2 separate regions of the Triticum aestivum genome follow, and region 1 is linked to region 2. Evidence: chromatin contacts called from public Hi-C data. All regions are on one chromosome and are shown on one strand. Each heading gives the region's core, a stretch centred on a gene start, on an enhancer-like site or on the middle of the called end of the contact. The rest is flanking DNA. Distances are from core to core; before and after follow the strand shown. Region 1 holds the start of LOC123075255 (receptor-like protein EIX2). Region 2 holds the start of LOC123080293 (CBS domain-containing protein CBSX6).

Region 1 (4,041 bases), core at 106-2,605, 170 kb after region 2:
TCAGGTGCCTCAAACTCTTGTAATTTGCCAAGGTTCCAACCATACACCATTGTTTGCTAGGTACAATTGTTGCAACATGTTGGATGGGCATCCCTGCGGCAGGCTTTCCATCAGCTTGCCCATGTCCTGGCCGCCTACGAGGCTCGACTCCAGGTCTAAGTACCTCAGGTTGCAGAGGTTTCTCAAGCTTCTTGGCATGGTAGCCATGTTTCCATTATATGAGAAATCAAGAATCTCAAGGGACGCCATGGCGTCCAGTGCATCAGGGAGCTGCCCGGACAGGAAGGTTTCCATGAGGTTGATGTGAGTGAGGCTTGTCACGTTCCAGAACCAGGAGGATGCGGCCGGGTGGTTGAGGCGGTTCATGGAGAGATCCAGCTCCTCAAGATTTGTGAGGTTACACAAGCCTGCCGCCGGAAGTTGCCACTGGTTCGTGCTTGGAAGCGAGCAGGAAGAGAGATGGAGGGTTCTGAGTGAAGGGAGCATGCTCACCGCCCGAGGCCAGTCCATTGCTCTGCTCATGTCGATCGAGCTCAGGCTGAGGTGCCGCAGCGATGGCAGACGCGCCAGCCACGAGAGGTCTGACGAGCGCAGGAGCTGCGTGCCGAAGTCGCTTGAGAGGTCAAGGGAGCGCAGCCTCGAGAGGTTTCCCAGCTGCGGCGGGACCTCGCCGGAGAAGTAGATGCCGGAGAGGTTGAGGTAGCGCAGGCTCCGGAGGCCGCCCAAGAAGGCCGGTAGGGCGGCGTCGGGGGAGCCCTCGAGGTACTTCCGGCTGAGGTCCAGGTGCCGCAGCCGCGAGAGGGAGAGGAGCGAGGGGCTTATCCGGCCGGCGAGCGCCCCCTCGTAGTTCCCTCTGTCGTCGAGCTCGGCCCCGCCCGGCGCGTCCCGGAGGCTGAGCGCGAGCACGCGGCCCGTCCGGTTGCTGCACCGGACATACCGCCATTGGCAGCTGTCTGATCCTCGTCGCCAGGAGGCGAGGAGTCCCCCCGGGGTCGCTGGTGACGCCGTCCTTGAAGGCTAGCAGCGCGTCCCGCTCCTCAGGCACGCAGATCGGCCGTCTGACCGGCACGGCGTGCGTGGCCACTGGCCAGGGCCAGGGAGAGGACGACGACGGTGAGTAAGAATTTGGTGGCGGCGAGGTGGGTGGAAGTGGCCCGCATGGCGACCGGACTCCGGAGCATTAGCGAGTAGATGAGCTTGGTCGATCGGTGGTGGTAGAGATGGAAATGTGGTGTGGCGCGCGCTTATGATGGAGACCAATTTCTTAGCTAGTGCGGACGTGCAGCCATCGTGAAGCCGCACTTTGACTTTGCCGGACCGGTGAACCCATGGCGGACTGGTACAAGGGGTCGCCATGGTCTCTGCTCTCTCCTAAGCCGCCGGTCTCCCACTAACTAACTAGTGCGGGCAGATTGTCCAGTCCTACTTATAACGATTGTGGAAAATGAATCCTCTCACGTCAGAGGTCTATCTCGTACGGCAGGTACGCGTCTCGCCTCGTCTCGGCGATGCATCACAGTCTATAATCTGTTATGCAAACTCCTGATTCGCATGCACTTGTAATCAGGGAAGTGAAGGACATCACGACAAAGGCGATCGAGACCACAGCACAACTAGGTCGGAAGCTGTCTCGGGGAGCTCGGGAAGGAACTAAAAAGCAAAATCTACTTTTTAAATACAGCAAAACTTGCAAAATAACACAAAAGTCAGGATGGCCGAGTGGTCTAAGGCGCCAGACTCAAGTTCTGGTCCTCTTACGAGGGCGTGGGTTCAAACCCCACTTCTGACATTCTTATTTTTTATTCCCTTTTTTTGGGCTTTACACAACCTAGAGATTCACTATCTCTATACATTTTTTTGGATCTTTCAGACTTTCATTTCAGCTTAAAGGCATGTCACACAGAGCAAAAAAATTTGTGGAACTTTCAGCCTTTCATTTTTTTATTCCCTTTTTTTGGGCTTTACACAACCTAGAGATTCACTATCTCTATACATTTTTTTGGATCTTTCAGACTTTCATTTCAGCTTAAAGGCATGTCACACAGAGCAAAAAAATTTGTGGAACTTTCAGCCTTTCATTTCAGCTTAAAGGCATGTCACACAGAGCAAATTTTTTTGTGGAACTTTCAGCCTTTCATTTCAGCTTAAAGGCATGTCACACAGAGCAATACTGCACATTGAGATTAGCGATACACTCTATGACAGGACAAGATCCCTAGTCATGCCTAACACGTACACAAGTGAAAATACAAGCTCCGGCATTATGAAGGTTGTAACCATCTTCAGCTTGCCTATGGGCACCCTTGTTGCTTGACCGACTAATCCTGAATACTCTAGGATCAGCTTCCTTAGTGTGCTTGATGAAAGCATTAAGACTATCCCTAATGGTCCAGTGGCCAGGGTAATTTTCAGGGTATCGCCTTGCCGCAGCTTCTGCCAGAACTGGGTTATCTCTTAAGAATTGGGCCTACGAAGATTAAGCGCCTTGGCAATTTGGGCACCCAATTCCAAAGCTCTAGCTTCAGTCTGGATAACAGAAGAAGCCGTAGATGCTGCAGCAATGAAAATCGCCTCATGTTGCCCTCTCGCATGTTTGTAGACAAAGACGCATATACCTTCATGTTGTTATAACCCTGCATAATTAGAGTTACCAGACAAAGAAATATCTTTCCAAGCAGCATCAGTAAAGACATTTGGCCACTCCTTGAATCCGTTCATCTCAATCTGCAAATAAAACCTCACTGGTTCAGACTCCTCTTTTTCCTCCCTGAGATCTGTACTCCAGTTCTTGCTCTTTCAACATAGCCTTGGCTGTATTGATAACCTGCAACTCTTCCCACTCTCTGTTGTTGAAAGCGACATCATTCTTGCCTTCCAAATGCTCCATAAAATAAGAAATATGATAACCAAAGAGTTTGATCTTGATAAGTTGTTGATATAGTGTTAATGACTTCAGGAATAAGATTTTGATCGGTGGAAAGCAAGTAGGCAATTCTAATAGCAAGGGGAGATACAAACCAAAATGCTCTAACAAATTCCCAGGAAAAGAACAAATGAATATCATCCTCTAGCTGCTCACATCTTTTACAGAAAGGTTGAATATGAGATGATCTTGAAGGAGCTATAGGAAGAGCCTGTCGAAGTAACCTCCACGCAAAGGTCTGAACTCTCGGAGGCAAAAATTTATCCTTCTAGATAACATGTAATAGATTCTTTGTAGTGCCTGTAAAACTAGTATTTTGAATTTGAATGTTAGGTGGGCAAACAGGCCCAAAATTATGGTACGCACTTTTAGTAATGCTAACACCTGCAGCGTTATGCTTTCAAATGAGTCTATCACTAGAATCATAATCATAGATAGGAACACGAGATATTAAGCTTGCATTATGAGTACCAAATAAACTTTGAATGAGAGGAATATTCCAAATAAACCATCTCTATACATTGTTTTGCCATTGCCATAATAGAGATGATAATGTTGCGATTGGCAGATTATCTAATATGTTGGGGTTTGGGATCAACTCCCAAGCACGTTGTATGTGCTGCCCAATTTAACTTTTAAAGACATCAAAGCTGTCAGATATGCCTAGGTGATATGGGATTTCGGTGGTACGATTGCATTCCACCTGAAACGCAAAACTGTTTCACGGACTGAGCAAAAGAAGGGACAAATATCAATACCGAAGATTTCCTGCTTAAGGGCATCTCCAACGCTGACTCTTAAATTGCACATCGTATCCGTCCGTAGACCGGTGGGGACCAGTCCGCGACACTGATTCCGGAGCCTGCCATCCAACCCTGTATCTCAAATATCCTTCTCTGTTAAACTTAATCCATGCTCGGCTAAATAACCTTCCGCCAAACATGTCAAAATAACCATGCGATTCTCGTAACAAATAACAACGATGATTTAGTAGCCCTTTGTTTGGGGAAGGCTACTAAACGATGTTCTAGCATAGCTTCCACCAAATGCTTCAACATTTGAACCGGCTTCCGCCAAATGAAGCACGAACTAGTAGCTTGCTTAAGTATTTGAACTAG
Region 2 (3,747 bases), core at 162-2,661:
TAACGGTCATGAGTTACAGTTTTTCAGTCTCGAGGAGCTATGTGATGGATAGTCTTTTGAGTTGTTGTCAGCAAATGCTCCCTAAAGGGGCAACTAAAATGGTGGTTTAATGAAGAAAGCATGACCAGTTGTGGCATTTCTTTGGATACTGAAGAAAGAAACTGTGCACACAGGGATAAAGCAACTTAAACTTGAGCAGTGGATTTGCGACTAAGGCACATGACCTAGCAAAACAATATCCAGATTGTCTGTCCGGAAGTTCGATCCAACTATTTTTCATGAACTAAGACATTTCTTCCCAGCTCATCAAGCATTGACCTTACCATGCTTTCTTCTGAAAGAGATTGTGTTAAACACAACCACTACCCCAGTTTTAGTATCCAGTAAACACAACTTTAGGCAGCTTCATTGAGCAGTAAGCACTTCCTGATTTGCACCAACAGAAGAAGCACCATAGAAGAGTGATTTATTAACCACAAAGGCACAAACCCCCAGTGATTTCTGATGGATTCAGAACAGACTCAAAAACAATTTTGTACTGGCCGCAGATTTGTAATTAGTAGGAACGTGCATAAGAGACAAAGATCACCAACCAGACCGCATTAGAAAACAGAGGTTTGCGCATCAGCATTCGGCTGTAGTGAAGCATCCCAGCAGGCAGGGACAGATCCGAGCTAAGCAGGAGTCAACAGCCACAGTGCGTAGACTGAATCACCACTGCCTACGACTACGAAACCGCAGACGAATGATGCCTAAAGACTTGAGATTGGGTGGGATTCCTGATGGGACGGGCGGGGACAGGACACGACGGCGGCGAGAAGGGGCGGGTCGAGGAACAAGAACTGACCTGGTGCCGGGATCGACCTCCCGGAGCAGGTCCTGGTTGGGCTGCACGACCTCGCCGACGGCGGCGCGCATGGCGCGGTCGCCGGCGCCGGCGCCGGCGAGGAAGGCGGCGATGTCGACGGCGGAGATCATGCCGAGGAAGCGGATCCCGGAGGGCGGGTCGTCGGGGGCGGCCCGCGCGCGCCAGACGGGCACGGCGCCCTCGGGGCTGCCGGCGATGGCCCGCGCCGCGTCGTCGAGCGTGTCGGCGTCGCTGAGCTCGGCGATCTCGGGCTTGCCGACGGTGAGGTCGCCGACGACGTGGTGGTAGAAGACGGCGGCCATGGGCTCAGGTGGGCGCGGGGTTATAAGAGCGAGTGGAGGAGGAGCAGGTGGAGGAAGAGCCTGGAGGGGCCGACGGCGGGGGAGGAGGAGGGGTCACCGGCGGCGCGGGTGCGGGGGTCGCCGGCCATGTCGGAGGGAGGGAAAGCCCATTAAGAGCACGGCGAGCGGATGGAAAAATTGAAGCCGGCTGCCCGCGTGGTGTGGGTGATGCGAGGGAGGGGATATGCGATGCGGTGGGAGGAGAGACCGGCTGGATGGGGTTAAATCAGCTCCGTGGCCATGCTTTGAGATTCGGGGTGGTCGGCTGATGGATCTCCATTGTGATTTACTCATTTATTGTGTGCCATGTATAATGTGGAATCTGGCAGAATGATGGATCAACCACGTGGCATACATATTGAGCTGTCAAAATCTAAATAGCCCATCAGAGTTTAAGTCCTAAAATTGACACCGGCGATCGCATTTTTCTGAATTTATTTAAGACTTTTCGGTGATGTGAGCTTAGTGGTGGAGACACCCCGTCGACTGCAAAAGCGTCTTTGACAACTTTATCAATCTCAAGATGATGTGCCGGCTTAGTCTCACGAAGGTGTCCATAGGGGTAGAGTGTTCTTGTGTGCATTTATATGAGTGAGGGTATGAGCGTCTACGTCTATTTGTATTTATATAAAACAACCTAAATAGAAGGATTGGAGGCTTGCGAGGGTGAGTGTTGGTGTGTATATCAGTGTCTACCTTTGTGCCGTGTCTTTTTCGAAGGGAAAAAGAAGATATAATCAATGAATGACTATCTGGGTAACCCTCCACCTTTGAGTGTTTTTCTTTGCCAATGATTCGAACATACTAGTAACTTGTTGTTTTTTGTTTTTGTTTTTTTTAGGGTGAGCTAGTAACTTATTGGATAAAGTACTTCAAATGAATAACTGAAAATTACATGACGCCAAAGATACATAACAAAGCTAAAGTCACATGAAGTTTTTTTGGAAGCCGATGTCTCTAGCTACACAAAAGACTAAACATGCATGGACAGGTTCGACTAATCTCCAATGCCTTGAGCAGTCGTCTCGTGTGATATGAATAGTCCACACCAGTATGTGAGAACTTGAAGTGACTGAACACACTGCTGCTGAAGACACAACTACCGCAAGAGAACCACTAGTTCGTCGTCAGATTGTAATCTAAGAAGACGCGAGCGCCCACGAGATATCGAAATGCAAGAACCTCTCGCTAATGCACACTCGACACGACACATGACACTAGCATTAGTGTCACCACCGCCGAGATAAACCCAATCAGCCGGCAGATTTTCGATTGGCCTGCTACGCGCAGTGGCTAGACTGATTGTTGATGTGATGGTCGATTAGTGGTGGATCAAAAGCACTAGATCCTGAGATTAATGAGCGTGCGATAGCTCGGCTCGTTAAGCTCGTAAATCGCTCCTTAACGAAGAGGCCAATCGCTGATCTTAGTCTGTTAAATTTAATGGGCTTAATGAATGAGGTAACAAGCTCGTTAGTACTTTCTCCGTCCGAAAATATTTGTCATCAAAATAGACAAAAAAGGGGTATATGTAGAACTAAAATACATCTAGATACATCCCTTTTTATTCATTTTGATGACAAGTATTTTCGGACGGAGGGAGTACACCATAACAAAATCAGGACCAGTCCTTGATGACATAAGAATATCCATAAGCACCCGCGGCTGATTCAGGACTCAAACTGGGGTGGGCTGCCTGCGCTCCCGCAGAGCTAGCCAACAGATTGGCGTTCTGTTCTCGTAAGTACACCATAACATATATTCTTATCTTACTCCCTCCATTCTACTCGTATAATGTAGTGCATATAGATTTTTTAAAAATCAAACCTCAAACTTTAGCCAAACAAGATACTCCCTCCGTTTTTATTTACTCCGCATATTAGACTTGACTGAAGTCCAACTTTGTAAAATTTGATCAAATTTATAGAAAAAATAATAAATATTTAGCATAACAAATCTATATGATGTGGAAGTACATTCAACAACGAATCTAATGGTATTGGTTTGTTACTGTATATGTTAATATTTTTGTCTATAAACTTTGTCAAAGTTTGTAAAGCTTGACTTTGACCAAAACTAACTAATACGCGGAGTAAATAAAAACAGAGGGAGTATTTTCTAATTAAGCTTAACGAGCTAAACAAGTCAAGCCGTAACAAGCTGAGCCTTAACCGAGTCGAGCCAAGCAGCTGGTTAATCTCGATGGACCACCAACTGATACCACCACCACCACACGCGCGCGCAGTTCTTGAATGAATCTAGCGCACCCGTCGCGTTGCTTCGTGAGGCTTGGCACGTCTGGTCTGGTCGTGATTTTAGCCATTCACTGCATGAGTGCACAATTCCCAGATCGGATCTGCATCCATCCAGCGTCCCTCCCTTGTAGCCTTGCGCTCGCGTCCCAGTCCAACATCGGCCGGTGTCCGTCTCGTCTCATTCTCTCGCTCGTGGTGGTTAACCGGCGACGTTTGGTGTGCCCGGCTTCAGATGCAAACTCCTGATTCGCATTCCTCTCCGTCGTCAGTCAGTCCACGTCCG

Evidence for each region. Hi-C and Micro-C count contacts between places; a contact is called where the count stands out from the background.
Region 1: a Hi-C map of leaf shows a contact between it and region 2, with 4 times the contacts expected there. The contact joins the promoter of LOC123075255 here to the promoter of LOC123080293 in region 2. A contact is called at or near these places in 3 of 5 Hi-C or Micro-C datasets (leaf and an unstated tissue).

What each region holds. Positions count from the first base shown.
Region 1 is chr3D:536,148,971-536,153,011 of IWGSC CS RefSeq v2.1, forward strand. LOC123075255 (receptor-like protein EIX2) reads right to left here and starts at 1,356. Exons shown (of 4, transcript XM_044497910.1): 1 at 1,064-1,356; 2 at 48-922. The coding sequence starts at 1,356. TRNAL-CAA (transfer RNA leucine (anticodon CAA)) reads left to right here and starts at 1,706; the gene lies at 1,706-1,789.
Region 2 is chr3D:535,974,384-535,978,130 of IWGSC CS RefSeq v2.1, forward strand. LOC123080293 (CBS domain-containing protein CBSX6) reads right to left here and starts at 1,412. Exons shown (of 2, transcript XM_044503206.1): 1 at 848-1,412. The coding sequence starts at 1,170.